Linked DNA regions of Triticum aestivum: regions 2 and 3 are each linked to region 1. Evidence: chromatin contacts called from public Hi-C data. All regions are on one chromosome and are shown on one strand. Each heading gives the region's core, a stretch centred on a gene start, on an enhancer-like site or on the middle of the called end of the contact. The rest is flanking DNA. Distances are from core to core; before and after follow the strand shown.

The links. Hi-C and Micro-C count contacts between places; a contact is called where the count stands out from the background.
Region 2: a contact with region 1 is called in a Hi-C map of leaf, with 4 times the contacts expected there. The contact joins the promoter of LOC123097689 here to the promoter of LOC123097693 in region 1. A contact is called at or near these places in 2 of 5 Hi-C or Micro-C datasets (both in leaf) and 1 of 1 datasets of contacts at active chromatin or transcription factors (leaf).
Region 3: a Hi-C map of leaf shows a contact between it and region 1, with 4 times the contacts expected there. The contact joins the promoter of LOC123097695 here to the promoter of LOC123097693 in region 1. A contact is called at or near these places in 2 of 5 Hi-C or Micro-C datasets (both in leaf).

What each region holds. Positions count from the first base shown.
Region 1 is chr4D:324,366,555-324,371,555 of IWGSC CS RefSeq v2.1, forward strand. It overlaps LOC123097693 (acetate--CoA ligase CCL3), which reads left to right and starts at 2,818. Exons shown (of 3, transcript XM_044519506.1): 1 at 2,818-3,288. The coding sequence starts at 2,935. LOC123097694 (acetate--CoA ligase CCL3) reads left to right here. Exons shown (of 3, transcript XM_044519507.1): 2 at 1-32; 3 at 1,087-2,271. The coding sequence ends at 1,983.
Region 2 is chr4D:324,146,329-324,151,329 of IWGSC CS RefSeq v2.1, forward strand. LOC123097689 reads left to right here and starts at 2,581. Exons shown (of 5, transcript XR_006447412.1): 1 at 2,581-3,016; 2 at 3,318-3,385; 3 at 3,875-4,981.
Region 3 is chr4D:324,586,267-324,591,267 of IWGSC CS RefSeq v2.1, forward strand. It overlaps LOC123097695, which reads left to right and starts at 2,267. Exons shown (of 7, transcript XM_044519508.1): 1 at 2,267-2,347; 2 at 2,520-2,604; 3 at 4,458-4,517; 4 at 4,631-4,678; 5 at 4,781-4,837; 6 at 4,927-4,988. The coding sequence starts at 2,554. The coding sequence ends at 4,980.

The DNA of each region.
Region 1 (5,001 bases), core at 1,568-4,067:
CCTTCTGCGGAACCAGCATATGTCTTCGCCAGGTACGTTAAAGATCTGTCCTATCACTGGCAGCTGCTTAAATTAGCTTTGTAATGTCTGCAAATTGAGCTAATTTTGATGATGAAGACAAATGCTATGTTAATGCTGGTTGAGCTAATAATAGAGGTTATGCTATTGGAATCGAAATTCCTTTTCTGAGCCTGGGCTCATCTGCACCCGTGTTGAATAAAAATATCAAAACAAATACTAAAAAAATTCAAAAAATTCCAATTTTTTTTCCATGGTAGAAAATTTGATGCGTGAGGCCCACTCCAATTTTCAAATCATTTGGACAAATGAGCAACTCTCGGCAAAAAAGACAAATTCAGGGTCTGTAAAATAGTTTACTGTTCATATACTGTTTTGACCCGATTTGTTTTTTTTTCTGAGAGCTACTCAGATGTCCAAATGAGCTTTCCCATGGTAGAAAATTTGATGCGTGCGGCCCGCTCCAATTTTCAAATCATTTGGACAAATGAGCAACTCTCGGCAAAAAAGACAAATTCAGGGTCTGTAAAATAGTTTACTGTTTATATACTGTTTTGACCCGATTTGTTTTTTTTCTGAGAGCTACTCAGATGTCCAAATGAGCTAGAATTTCTCACGCAATAAATTTTCTACCATGGGAAAAATATTTGGAATTTTTTGAATTTTTTAAGTATTTTTTATGAATTTTTTTGTGGCCGGGTGCAGATGAGCCTAGGCACCGAATCGCTGCACTCGGAATCAGTACTTACTCACTGTTGCCAAGTTGCACAGATACAAAATTGCATCCAACACACCCAAAAAATCCACCTGCTGGGTGGAGTATGTAGCAAGAATGGAGTATATCATCTCTCATCCGTTGATATTTCAGACTGTTCTAGGATGCATTTCTGGTAGCAAATGTGTTATGCAACTATGCAAACTTTAGTTTAGCCTTCTAATACTAACTAACATGAATATCATTTCCAAGAGTAAAAAAGAAACAAGATAAAACAACTGTGCAATACATTCATTCATCTGATGCTATGTGTCAAATTTGATTCTCAAGACCCATTCATTGTGCTTGTGCAGGTGAGCACAAAGGCTATATACACTGGTATTGCAAAACAAGGAGTGACACATTTCTGCGCTGCGCCGGTCGTCATGAACAATCTCATAAACGCTCCTGCAAGCGAGACCTTCCTGCCACTCCCCCGTGTGGTCAATGTCATGGTGGCCGGAGCCGCCCCGACACCATCGCTTCTTGCGGCGCTCTCTATCCGCGGTTTCCGTGTCACCCACACTTACGGCCTGTCTGAGACCTATGGCCCGTCGACGGTGTGCGCGTGGAAGCCCGAGTGGGACGACCTGCCGCTGGAGGAGCGCTCCCGTCTGCACTGCCGGCAGGGCATCAGGTACACCGCACTGGAAGGCCTGGACGTGGTTGATCCCAAGACAATGGTCCCCGTCCCGGCCGATGGCAAGTCCTACGGGGAGATCGTGATGAGGGGCAACGCCGTGATGAAGGGCTACCTGAAGAACCCCAAGGCGAACGCCGAGGCGTTCGCGCACGGCTGGTACCACTCCGGCGACCTCGGCGTGAAGCACCCCGACGGTTACGTCGAAGTCAAGGACCGGATGAAGGACATCATCATCTCCGGCGGGGAGAACATCAGCACCCTGGAGGTGGAGAAGGTGGTGTACATGCACCCGGCGGTCCTGGAGGCCTCGGTGGTCGCCAGGGCCGACGAGCGGTGGGGGGAGTCGCCCTGTGCCTTCGTTACCCTCAAGGAAGGGGCCGGTGGCTCCGACGAGGCGGCGCTGGCGAACGACATCATGAGGTTCTGCCGGGAAAGGATGCCGGCCTACTGGGTCCCCAAGTCGGTCGTCTTCGGGCCGTTGCCCAAGACGGCGACGGGGAAGATCAAGAAGCACGAGCTGAGGGCCAAGGCCAAGGAGCTTGGCCCTGTGAAGAAGAGCAGGATGTGAGCTCCAATGCTGAGATACACATACGTGTAGTGGACTGTGGACGATAGCGCCATCGTGAATAAAGGTTATGCTCTGGGTAAATTCCCAAGTGAAGGCTTGTCTTTATAAGAAATTCAAGCACTCGTTTTCTTTCAAGAAAATACGTACAAGAGGGAGATAGAACACGAACTCTGCTTCTGTGTTCCGCTGTGTTTTGTTGTTCAGATAAAGCCCTCATGGCTTACGCTGTGTAGCCTCTTCTAGTCTTGTGTGATAGTGCATAACCAAATGGAGGCGGTTGTTGTGGTCGCTTGAGCGTGCAGATCACCTTTTTGCCCTGACTTCGTCCCACCAAGCGCATCATTTTCTTAGAAACCGTATCGATTTGAATCATCGTGTGTTATGACTATCAATATTTTCTTAGCATCGTGGCTTGACAGAGTGGAAGCCTAAGTTTTTTTTTTTGACAATCGACACTGCTACTGACTGCAAAAAGGTTGCTGCAGAAGCTTCGATTTGTTTGGACGCGAATCGTTCGCCGCGGGCATCGTTGGAAACGACCGGGAAAACCTCCGGTCCGGCATCGTTGCCCTCAGTTTTTCTCGTCCTTGGTACCGAGGCAAGGATCGTGTGACCGGGAAAACCAATGGCCAGGTCCCGGCAACGACAGACGCGAGCTTCATTTCGTGCACGTCCAATCCAAGACCTTTCCCGCTACTGTACAAGCGCGGCGCATGGAGACTGCCCCGCTACGGTACAGAGCGGCGAATGCGCCAGTCGACGTCGCAGGATCTCCCCGCTCGCAACGGGACCATACATTACACCGGAACCGGACGGACGGGCGTCGCCGATAAACTAACAACGGAACGCCACCCACCCACCCCGGCCGGCTGCCGCGCCACGAGCCGTGGCGGCGGATCCCCACCACCCGCTCCTCACCCCCCTCTCCACGATCGCCCCACCGGCATCGGCATGGCATATATAACGCAAGCCAAGCCGGGCGCAGCGCCCCCATTTGATCGGCGATACCGTGCCAAGTCAAAGTCACACGAGCGACCCACTCAGGGGAGAGAGAGAGGCGGGGGCAGCCGGCCGCGGCGTTGGGGAGAAATGGCGGCGGAGAGGGACGTCGACGACCTGCCGCGGAACGCGGCCAACTACACGGCGCTCACGCCGCTCTGGTTCCTCGAGCGCGCCGCGCTGGCGCACCCGGCCCGCGCGTCCCTCGTGCACGGCGCCCTGCGCTACACCTGGGCCGACACCTACCGCCGCTGCCGCCGCCTCGCCTCCGCCCTCGCCCGCCGCTCCGTCGCCCACGGGAGCACGGTACGGGATGCCATCTCCCTTCTCCTCCATTTCTCCCCTCTCCCCCCTTCCTCTAGGTGTGCCTCTGGTCCGGTGTGTTCTGAGGGAACTGTGCCATAGGCCGTACCTCCCTAGACTTGCACGCTCGTGTCCTATCAACTTCACACATCAGGTCCTACGAACTTGTATACGTGTGTCAGTAGAGACGCGAAGTTATTTTGATTGTCAAACAATGATCCTGTGACACTTTAACCCTACAGAATCCAAAGTTTGACCATGTGGTTGCTTAGTAAGATCGATCAAATATTGCAATTTTTTCACCAAATATTCGAATTACATATAACAGTTCCCCGTTGATTTCACTCGTAAGCACATGATAAAATTCAGTTGGTATTTAGCTCAAGTGTCGTACCATATCTGCTTACAAATAATAGACTGAAATGTGTAGATTCAAGTTCGCACAAGTGTAAGGACCTGGCTATACCGCACTCTATTCGAAAAAACAAAACATAGAAACTTTCCATTTGGTCATTCAACTTGCCCTGAGAGGTAAAACGTTATTTTCTGACTGTGTCAGTAGAGACCCGAAACAGTTTTGATTATCAACCAGTGACCCTATGACACTTTAATCCTATTGAACCCAATGTTTGACCATGTAGTTGCTTAATCAGATTGACCAGATCTTGTAAAACTTTCAGCAAATGTTTGAATTCCATATAACAGTTCCTCGTTGATTTCAATTTTGAGCGCATGGTAAATTTCAATTGGGATTTAGCTCAGGTGTCATACCATCTCTACTTACAAATAATCGACTGAAATGTTTAGATTCAAGTTCACACAAGTGTAAGGACCTGGCTATACGCATTCTATCCGGACAAAAAACATAGAAACTTTCCATTCAATCATTCAAAGTTCAAACTTGTCTTGAGCGGTAAAATGTTATTTACGGAGAGTCAGGAATAGATAGCATCTCGTTATTCACTTACGCTACCTTCAAAATTTTATTCCAAAAAACATAACATAGAAACTTTCCATTTGATCATTCAAACTTGCCTTGAGCGGTAAAACGTTATTTTCGGAGAGTCAGAAATATATATATTCTCGTTATTCCCTTATGCTACCTTCAAAAGGTTATATACGTAGCTATTTGTGGTCATAAATGAGCTTTCAGCTCCTGGATTTCTTGTAACAGATATGAGGTCCCATCATTTGATAGACTATTAATAGATGGGTGGGTGAATGTTGCGCTTCTTCAGCCCTCAACTTCTCGTATGATAGGAAGGCATGTTAAAAGCTTCTCCTTTCAACACACATGTCTTGTGCATTTCAATTAAACAAACACATGCTGAGATTTGATGGTTCACATGAATACAGAAATGGAGTGGCATACTTCTCAAAATGAAGTTGTAAAGGATATTGTTTCACGTATTGCTGTATCCACATGCTGTTATCGTTTCTATTGAATGAATGGCATACAGCAGCCAGTTCATCCAAAAGTCCGAACTGATGGAGAAGGGTGGACAATGTATTTCAACATTTCCATGTTTCTGTACAACCAGTTTGTTTCAAGTTTGCACCATCCCAGGCTTGGGCTAGTGAGCAGAGAGGTTGGTTACAAATTTCAAACAGAGGCCAATATTTAACTTTAAGGGAACAATCCCCCAGCCATGTGCCATGCCAGAAGCTAACACTTTTCCCATTCCCCACATTCCATTTGTAAAATGTGTTAGAGGC
Region 2 (5,001 bases), core at 1,331-3,830, 220 kb before region 1:
CAATGTGTGTGATAAAAGCTAATCATGCATTTAAAAAATATATTAATCAAGCATTTAAAAAAGATGTTAATCATCTATTGAAAAAATATTGAACGGGTATAAAAAAAGTTCCTAATGTATACCAAAAATGTAAAATGTGCATTAAAATTTGAACATGAAAACATATATTTTTAAAAAAATGTTGATTACCTATCGAAAAAATGTAATCATATATTTCAAAAATAATTACCATGTATAAAGCGTTATATATATAAAAAATGTACAATGTGGATAAAAATGTTCCTACTGTATAAGAACATGTGTTAAAAAATTTGAACATACAAACACAAATTTCAAAAAATGTTGATAGTGTATGAAAAGTATTATATCATATATTTAAAAATGTTAAACATGTATTAAAAATGTGTTGTTATATGCAAAAATATTGCAATGTGTATTAAAAAAATAGTCAGAAACATATTTTTGAACTATTAATCACGTATTAAAAAAAGGTGAAACTTGTTTAGAAAATTTCCTGATTTATACGTAAAATGTCCCAATATGTATGAACAATATAGACACATGTTGAAGAAAACAAAGAAAAGCGGTGAAAACTGTGTAAATGGAAGAAAGAAACACCTCAGAAATGAAGAAAACAAAAAACAGGAACAAAACCATGAAAACCCACGAGGAAACAAAGAAAAAAAAGAAGAAACGAAAAAACACCAAAGTAAACTACTAAAAACTAAAAAAAGGAAAATAATAATAAAACAAAATATAATAGAAATTAAAATAAAAAATATAAACGAAGAAATGAACTAAAGAAAAACCAAAGAAAAATGAGAGAAAGAAAAAACAAAAAAACAGATAGAAAACGGTGGAAAAACCCCAAAATCCCCCGTGAAGAAACAATAAAAATCCGGAAGAAAAACCAAAAAGAAACCCCCCAAAGTCTACACCTAACGGTCGAAACACGAATGAACGAAGCCCTGAGCGAACGTTGAACGGAATAAAAACCTAACAAAACGGGCTGGTCAAATAACGACGAAGGGAAGAACCTTCAGACGAGCCGTGCGTTCTTCTTGCTATAAGAGAGATATCAAAATCACTAATTGAGAAGTACTCCTTGCAAAGATCACTTCCACCTCCCGAGGTTGCGACAAGTGGCGTCGCAACCTGTGAGTTTTCCTTTTTTTCGTAGATCTGTTTATTCAAAATATTTTATCTCTTAAACCGTGTGTCCAAATCTTGAACTATTTTCACAATTGGATTCCTCGCATCGAGGTTTTTAAAACTAGAACCCATTTGATAGGCTTCGACGAGCTTTTTTCATGAAAATAATGGATGAAAAAGCCACAGCGAGAGCATTTTTTTCCTTTACGAGAGGCACGGCCGTACCTCTTCCGGAAAAAAACTTACTTTTTGGTTTTCGAGAGGTGCGGCCTCTTACAGAAGTAATAAAAACGATGGATAATTGAAAAGCCGTGCCTGTCACATTTTTTTTTTTGAATTTTTTTATCGAAAAGCAAAGAAAGACCGATGAAAAACCGAAAAGAAAAATATATTTTAAAATCCGAAAACACGTGCGAAAAATAAATAAAAAATAAAATCTGAAGAGAGCGTTTAGAGCGCGACACGTGACGGCGGTTGAGAGTATGGCGCCACCTCAAATCACCCTGGGTAGGCTTCCGTAGAAGCGCTCCTCGATTAGTTTTTTCTAGGCAATCTCCTCGATTAGTTGCTCTTGCGAGATATAGCTCTGGCGCAACATAGCCCGTTCCGACCGAGTCCTAGAACACACACACACATCCACGCGACGTGTCCCATGTCGTCCGAAAACCAGGTACACGGAGTGTCGACACTGGCGGCCTGCCGCAACTGAGGGCGTGTCGACAGCGGGCGATGTGCCGCCGATTCAACATATAAACGCTCCTAGCCTACCCGCCGTTCTACCGCAACCGCACGAGGTAAGCCTCAGGGACCGAACGATCTTTTTACTGTTTCTCTATTTTGGCTGCTGGCACCAGGTCAACCGTTGGTTTATTTTCACGTCAATAGTTGCTTCAGGAGTCGCTGATGAGTGGGGCTGATTACGTGTGGGGTCAAAGGAATAGAGTGATTTTCCTCCAGTTCTGCGTAAGGGAAGTATACAGCGACCAACGGTAAAAGGAAAAGCAACACAGCTTCCATCCTGTCCTCGTTCTCTTCCTCCTCTCCTTCCCACGCCGCCGATTCTCTTTAGGCGGTGTTTGGTTCTCTAGTCCTAGGATTTTTTTAGTCCCAACTAAAAAGTCCCTAGTCCCTAAAAAGTCCCTCCCTGTTTGTTTCCAAAGACTAAAAAGTCCCTAGTCCCTTCCTAGAGGTTATTAAATGACCATGTTGCCCCTAGTATATAGAAAAATAACAATCAAACAACACCATGGGGTGGCGGGCCAATGAGTGCATGGAGGGGCATTGTTGGAAAAGTCTCAAAAAGTTCCAAAAAGACTCTCCTTGAGAGTCTTCTTCATTTAGTCTCAAATGCCTAATTTAGTCCTAAAAAGTCCCTCCCGTTTGGTAAAAAAGTATTTAAGAGGGACTTTTTTAGTCCCTGCACAAAAAAGTCCTTGGAAACAAACACCCCTTACTCTCGCCCCCTCCTCGCCGCCCTCTCGCTCGCCGCCGCCAAGGCCTCCCGCGCCGCTCATCTCCACCTTCTCCAACGCGCTCTCTTGCTGGCCGTCGCATCTCCTCAGCCCATGGATTCAGACGCAACGCATCTGGGCCACCACCTCTCCTCTTTTCCTCCCAGATTCCGATCTGGAGCAGGAGAGATAGAGGCGGACACAAGCGCCGACGCTGGCACGGGATGATAGAGACGCCACCTCTCCTTACCTCGTCCCATATTTGGGTCGTCGAGCCGACGGGGATGAGGGAAGAGGCAGCCGCAGCAGGCGCAGTGCTGGCAAACGCGAGCAGCAGCCACAACAGGCGGCAGTGCTGGCGAATCGGATGTCCATGGTGCGTCAACCATGAAAGATGCAGAAGAAAAAATCATGTAAGTTCCTCTAATTTGCTTCCATAATTTTTCTCCCCTGGGTATATATATAAATACTGCACAAAAGTTATTTTCTTCACTTCTCGACCGAGTCTAATTTTGGGGAAAAGAGAGGGATTTGAGAGAAATAGGCAACATGAAGAGCTTTGTTTTGTTTCTTTGCATTTTCGATCGCATCTAATTTTGGAGAAAAGAGAGAGGAATTTGAGAGAGATAGACAATCTGAAGGGATGCTGTGGCTAGCTACATCATCCTTCTTTTAGTCACAAGGGATAATTTTTGTGGTATAATTTCTTTGCAGGTTGATAAAAGCACACACACCCACCAGGTTCAGGTTGCTGTGACTGTGAGTCATCATCCCAGGAGCAGGTTCAGCTTCTGTACATCCATTTTTTCGGCTACTTTGCATCTTTCAGATCTGCGATTACATATGATGGTATTTCCCTTCTGCCATACGATGGACTGCTACTTCTTCTCAGATGTGTCGGTTTCTGTAGCTCCATTGCTTCTTTTTCAGTTATATGATAGCTCAGGGATGCTCACCAATTGTTCCGTTAAAATGACAAAACCGACTGAACTTTATCTCTTATATGTGTTACTAAATACTAGAGGTGATTATTTTATTTCTAGGGATTACAATTTTATAAGTGTTATGCTTTTTTGACTTTGAGGTCCGAACTAATTAGTCTTTGAGATCTCAATGCTTCTATATAGATGCAATTAGTATTTGTGACAATGAGCATCTCCGAAGCTGCAGCCTATGCTAAAAGTAGTGCTATTCATTAGAACTAATGTACCCGTTGAGGGATATAGATTATCCATGGCGGAGCTGTGACGGCTCCAATTTGTCCCTTCCAGCACATGTGGTAGCGGAAGGAGTCGGGCGCCAAGGATGGAGGCGAAGGAGCGCGGACACCCAGCTATGGTGGTGCTGATGGATGAAGAAGATGGGGGCGAAGGGAAAAATAAAGTCCTTTGGGTGGTGAAGGCAGAAGATCGCTCGCATCCCCCATCCGTTTTATGTGCGTTCCTTGTGGGGAAATTGATTGCGGGGAGAAGGGAAGAAGATGGGAATCGTGAAGGGCTGGAAGACATACGCCATTGGCAGGCGGGCCTTCTCGTATGCCAGAAGAATAATGCATCTCGCATGAAAAAAAGACCGACTGGTTGCTGTTTGGAAACTGATTTGTGACGTTGCATCATGCTGACGTGGACAGCTTGCATGTTAAGATAAATCAGATAGTGGGGGTGAACTTCTTAGGTATATAGGATGTGTGACACTTATTTTGCAACAACAACATTTTACAATCTTACTAATCAGTATGACCCATATTCTGCTTCTTTTCTAAATATTTTTCAATATAATTTATATCTTTGGCGTTCAATGTTTCCTAGGTCAGGTAGTGAATCAGGATTTTTTTCCTTCTTTGGAAATACATCCTCCCTTTTCAATTTTATAATACCACCTCCACTATTTCATTTCTTATATGGTCGTATTTACAGTCTGTCCTTTTATGCTCGTGTTGTCTAAAAGGGAGTCTGATCTATCTTGTGTTATGTCTTCATTCTAAATCTTATTTTAGATAAGGAGACTTTCTTGGTTGAGCAGATGTCATGATTGTTGAAGCTTCCTTATTCCTGGGAACCTTTCACATGTTTGATGTGTACTTTTGTTGATTATTCTCCGATCGAGGCATAATGTTTTTTTATGAACGGGGAGGATGTATTCTAACAAACCAGGAACATGTGAGGTGTACTGCCGTACCAATTCATTTAACCAACAAGCCACGAAGCATTCGTCCACACGTGAGTGTGGCCCACTAGGCACAAGCGGTCGGCGCTCGACTGCCTGGCAGTACTGCTGTCAGATCAGGGGACGCCAGTCGAGGTAGAGGAAGACGACCACCGCTCCTGGTCCTCGAGGTCCGGGTCCGCGCTTTCCAAAGGAGCACGGTATTGTCCCCTGTGAGCTCATTCTTCTGTCT
Region 3 (5,001 bases), core at 1,017-3,516, 220 kb after region 1:
GTTTTCACCCCGAAGAACCAGTCCGAGCATATGGAGGCAATGCCTTCAACAAGATAACGACGTAAAAACATCACCATTGCCAGGTATAACCAACTCGAATCTGACCTAGGCTTTCAGCTCGAAGCCATAGAGTGGGTGCTCGAGTAGCACCACCATTGACATCTCTCATGTGTTTTCGCCACCACTATTGTGCGATCGCAGCAACTACATGCGATATGCAGCCGTCTTTGATGTAGGAACATCCCTCTACGTCTAGCCGCCATCCATAGTTTGCATCTCATTGCTAAAGCCAACCACCGGATCTCGAGCGAGGAGCCCTCACGAAGGCCTTTTGGTAGCCACCACAAACTGTAGTGAGGTCGTCGCCGTGGGAACACCAAAGACGGAGCACATCACTGCAGATTACCACCTCGCAGGAGAGAGCTCTGCCCAGGCCCGTAAACCGAGGGGCCAATATGACCAGAATAGGTGCACGAAAGGCAGATCACCATCGCTAGATCACGAGGTGCACATCCACCGGGTCAATGCTGATGTGGTCACCTATCACAGGTAGGGTCAAGGGTCCATCATTCGGGACCTACATGAGGCCCATCATCACAATAGGCAGGTCCCTGGACCATGCCAGCATTCGGATACTTACATTGGGATGTCCACTCGGACGACTCGACGACACTCGGATGATCACACACCACCCGGCTAATGGACCACCACTTGGACATAGAAGGTAGGAGGGCGTTGTGGGAGCTGCAATGGTTGAGGGATCCTAAGTCGTCCACTAAATAGAGTCATAGCTACCGTTACCTGTAACTGTCGTAGTAGAGGCTCATTATACTAGTAACTGACCTATTCAGTGTCATTAAATGCCCAAACGACATGGAGGACGTGGGCTGCAGCGCACTCTATATAAGCCGCACCCCCCTCCATGGCCGGGCACGAGCAATCTTCGTAACCATACCCATCAAATCAAAGCAAGCCCCAGGGCACGAGACGTAGGGCTTTTACCTCCGCCGAGAGGGGCCTGAACTCGTTAAACACCGAGCGTTACACCTGCGTTGTAGCTAGGTTATGCCCCTTATTCGTACCCCTAGTACTCATTGTCAGGATCGTAACCCCGACAAGTGCCGCGTGTCCTGACCGGAGCCCTGCCGTCGTGCGTCCCAACCACCGTCATTTGGGAGACGCCATAAAGCACACCCGAAGTCGTGCCACCTGGAAGTCACCGCCTCCCTGGAAGAAGAGTCCGCCGATGGCCTAGGCCACTCTGTCGTTTGAGCGACACCATGCCTCGCTGGACTGACATATCCCAACGCCCCACATGAAAGAGGAATTCCTGCCACCGCGAATCACCGATGAACTTTGCTCAGGCAAAGTTTGCCGGCGCCGGCAGGAGGGGGCGGCGGCGGTGCTGCCCGGGTGCTCGCCTGAGCCGCCTCCTGCACACAACACATGGGCTTGATCCGGGTTGTTTCGGGAGCAACAATCGGACTTTCTACCCATCCAATTTCATTCCTATTCAGATTAGAAGTGTGTCTTGCCAATGTATGGTGTGCGTTTCAAACAAACGAATTATGTAGTTCCATATGGCGTTACTTTTTTTTTTGGCGGGCACCATAGGGCACTACTAATATCTAGAAACTTTGTGGGACGCCGGGGTGACTTATTCCTGTCCGCTAATTAGACCCACCTGACACACACCAAGATTTTGCACGACGTGTCCCGCTCACATCTTCTTGTCACATTGATTGGATTTGGCTTGACCTCACGTGTTTCTCGCCAAACCACTATTATTGTTTTTAACAAACCCTAGCTACACGCTACTGTTTAGCTGCATGTATAAAGCGCGGCCTTTTATGGTTGGAAAACAGGCGCAAAATCAGTAGGAGCAACACAGGCATCACACGAACAGTACGCAGCGCCAGCATAAATTGAGGTCATGCCATGCAGCGAGCAAAGAAAAATAAATATATCATGAAATAAGTACTTATATTTTAAAGAAAATAAAAACAATATATGTCTAACTAATTCCCGGGAAAAAAAGTCTAACTAAAACATGAGCATTGCTATACACTGCAGTATGTACAACAGGTAGCCGTTAAATTGAGAGTGTGTCAGAGCAGAGAGGATGCTCTCTCAGACTAGTTAAACGAGATGAGAGTCATGCATTTTGCAGCATGCGGTAGGCATGTATGTGATGCCCGTTGCGTTGTGCACCGGGTCTTTATGGTTCTCACGCGTGCGACCTCTATATATATCGCCTCACCCCTCTCCGCTCGCACTTGACTTCTCTCTTCTTGCCGCCTCCTCCTCCTCCTCTTCTTCCCACCCACACAGACACAGGCTACGCAAGGTTTTTCCTCCCCTCTCAAGTCTCAACTACCCAACACGCTTCTCGCCGATTTCATTTCACGACATTTTCCTCCCGATCTTCATGCCAAAGCTTCTCGCCATCTCCATCTTGCCGTTTATTTTGGTCGTAGCCAAGCACTGAATCTTCAACACGCTTGCCGTTTATTTTGCAGAGCGGCGAGGGAGGAGAAGGAAGAGGAGCGGGGGATGGCGGGCTGCGGTGAAGCCAAGACATCATCGGTTTCCATGGATGAAGAGGTAAGCTCCCCATAGCCTCTGTGTATTGTCTGCCGGCGGAACACTGATGCATGATCGATGATTACAATTTTCAAGTTCTTCTGTCGGTAGTCTCCGACATCCCCGCGACTTGATTGCAATGGTTTCCTTGGCTGAGCCTTCTGAATTATGGGAGACTCGTAGAGTCGTAGTTGGTTAGTATAACTTGGTAGAGAGATGGGTGGAGTGAGTAATACGTTCAGATATTAGCTGTACATGAACGCCATTGATGCATAACAGAGAAAGCTTGGGAGTTCCAACTAACCCAACTTGGGGAAACAGGGCTTGCTTAGGAAGCTGTTCTCAGTCAGTATTACCCTGTGCCCTGTCCCTGTCCACCCTACCTTTCTCACACAAATATGCAGAGTAAGCTCGTCAATTATCTCTGTTCTCCCATGAGCGTGTCACTGGCCATGTCATTTCTCCTTTTTCTGTTTGATTGCCTGTAGTGCTTCGCTAGCCAGTAAATAAAATGTCTAACTTTTGTCAGTTCTCTGAAACTGAAGTGTTACAGTATTTGGGTGCATCTTAATTTGGAACTTGAGTACTAGAAGCGGTTTTAATCCGCAAAATTGCCGTTTTAACCATTCAGAGCAAGTTCCTAGAGAGCATTACCCAACGCGCTCGCGCACCTTAATGAAGAAGACGCTCTTATCCTCAGCACCTACTTAGCAAACCAGCAATGTCCTAATCTATTAAAGACGGATTCTGCACCATCGGTTACGTGCAGCCATGGCAGATTGCTCCTACTGACACCACGCGCACCAACATTTGCTAACGACGTACCGTACCTAGAAGCAACTAATGAAGGGCAGGAAGGCTAAACTCTACGCAGTCTGATGTCTGCGTGCGACTCAACAATCTATTGAGCGATCAAAAGGCTCCGAAGGAAACAAAGGTGATGTGCGTGTGCGTCCATGATGGCTGACGGGCTGCCGCTTGTCTGCGCACGCTGCTGCTGTCACACTTTCACTGGCCGCCACACTGGCACTGCCCAAGCAAGAATCTCTCACCTGACCCGCCCGCGTCACCTCTGCAGGCTGCAACCAGCTGCAGCCGCATGAGCTAGCAACGTACTACTAGTACAGCACGAACGAACAAACACCTGTGGTGTGGTACCTTCCCATGTCAGCAGCAGTTCACCACGGCGCCAAGAAGTCGACACGGCGGCAGCGAGCCCTCCGGTCTCAGGATCGATCGGAGTCGGAGCCTTGCGTCGCTTTCGTGGGCTTTGTTAGGGGATCGCCATCGCTAGATCGCTCACATGTTTTTAGTGCCTTCTCGTGGATCAGGGGCAACCACGTCGATCGCCATGATTTTGTTGCTGGTTTGGCTCCCTCGTGTCCAGTGGCCGCGAAAAGGGGGGTTCGTGAACGCTCCCGCTTTTGGCCAAATCTTTCGGCCGTCCGTCGGTTTCGGCGATCGGAAAGGCAGCCGAGCCGATTGATCCCCCTCTCGTCTAGGCTGGGATCGATATAGGCGAAGCGTCTTATTTAATACTGCATTGGTAGGGTCTTAAACTCAAGACCTCTTGGCTCTGATACCATATTAAATTCATGCATCAGCCAACTCATCCAAAAGTCCGAACTGATAGAGGAAGGTGGGCAATATATCTCAACAGGGATAATTGTCTGTCTGTGTAATGTACACTGAGCAGACGGATAAGCGTGCGTGCGTACATGCATGCATCTTTCTTCCGTCCGTCCAGGCCTGCAGGGAGCTTTGGAACCTGATCCCGTAGCTTTCTCCCTCGCGTTTGGCGGAGGCCCTGTCTCTGCTCCGTCTCGTATATTTATTTTCTTCTGATACTGATACAGTGTCTTGTTCTTCTTCAGGCGTGCGGCATAGAGAAGAAGTTTGGCGGGATGGCGCCCAAGAAGCCTCTCATATCAAAGGTAACAGCGCTAGCAGCCAGAAATAAGCACTGTCGAGCAGCGCATGAAATATCTATGGGTCTCTAGAAGAAGACGTTTCCTTGATTTGGTCTGGTTGCATGCTAATAATGCAGGACCATGAGCGTGCCTACTTCGACTCCGCAGATTGGGTCCTTGGCAAGGTCAGACAACATAACACAACAACTTATTCAGCCATGACATATCTTCATTCAGAACTGCATCTCACCATGCATGCTTAATCGATCTCCTGCCATTTTCTCCAGCAAGCTGCAAACAGCAGCTCAACGGCTGCGGTCGAATCGCTCAAGCCCAAGCTCAAGGTCAGTACAACAGCGGGAAGCTTCAGCCCAGCTAAACGATACTGTCAGTCAGGTCAACTGATGCTATTTTTTCCTGCTTGCTTCTTCAGAGAACTCCTCATCCCCAGCTTCCCCCTCGCAAGCCCACCTGTGCGTCTGGCTGAGACACAAGGTAAGAGGAGGAA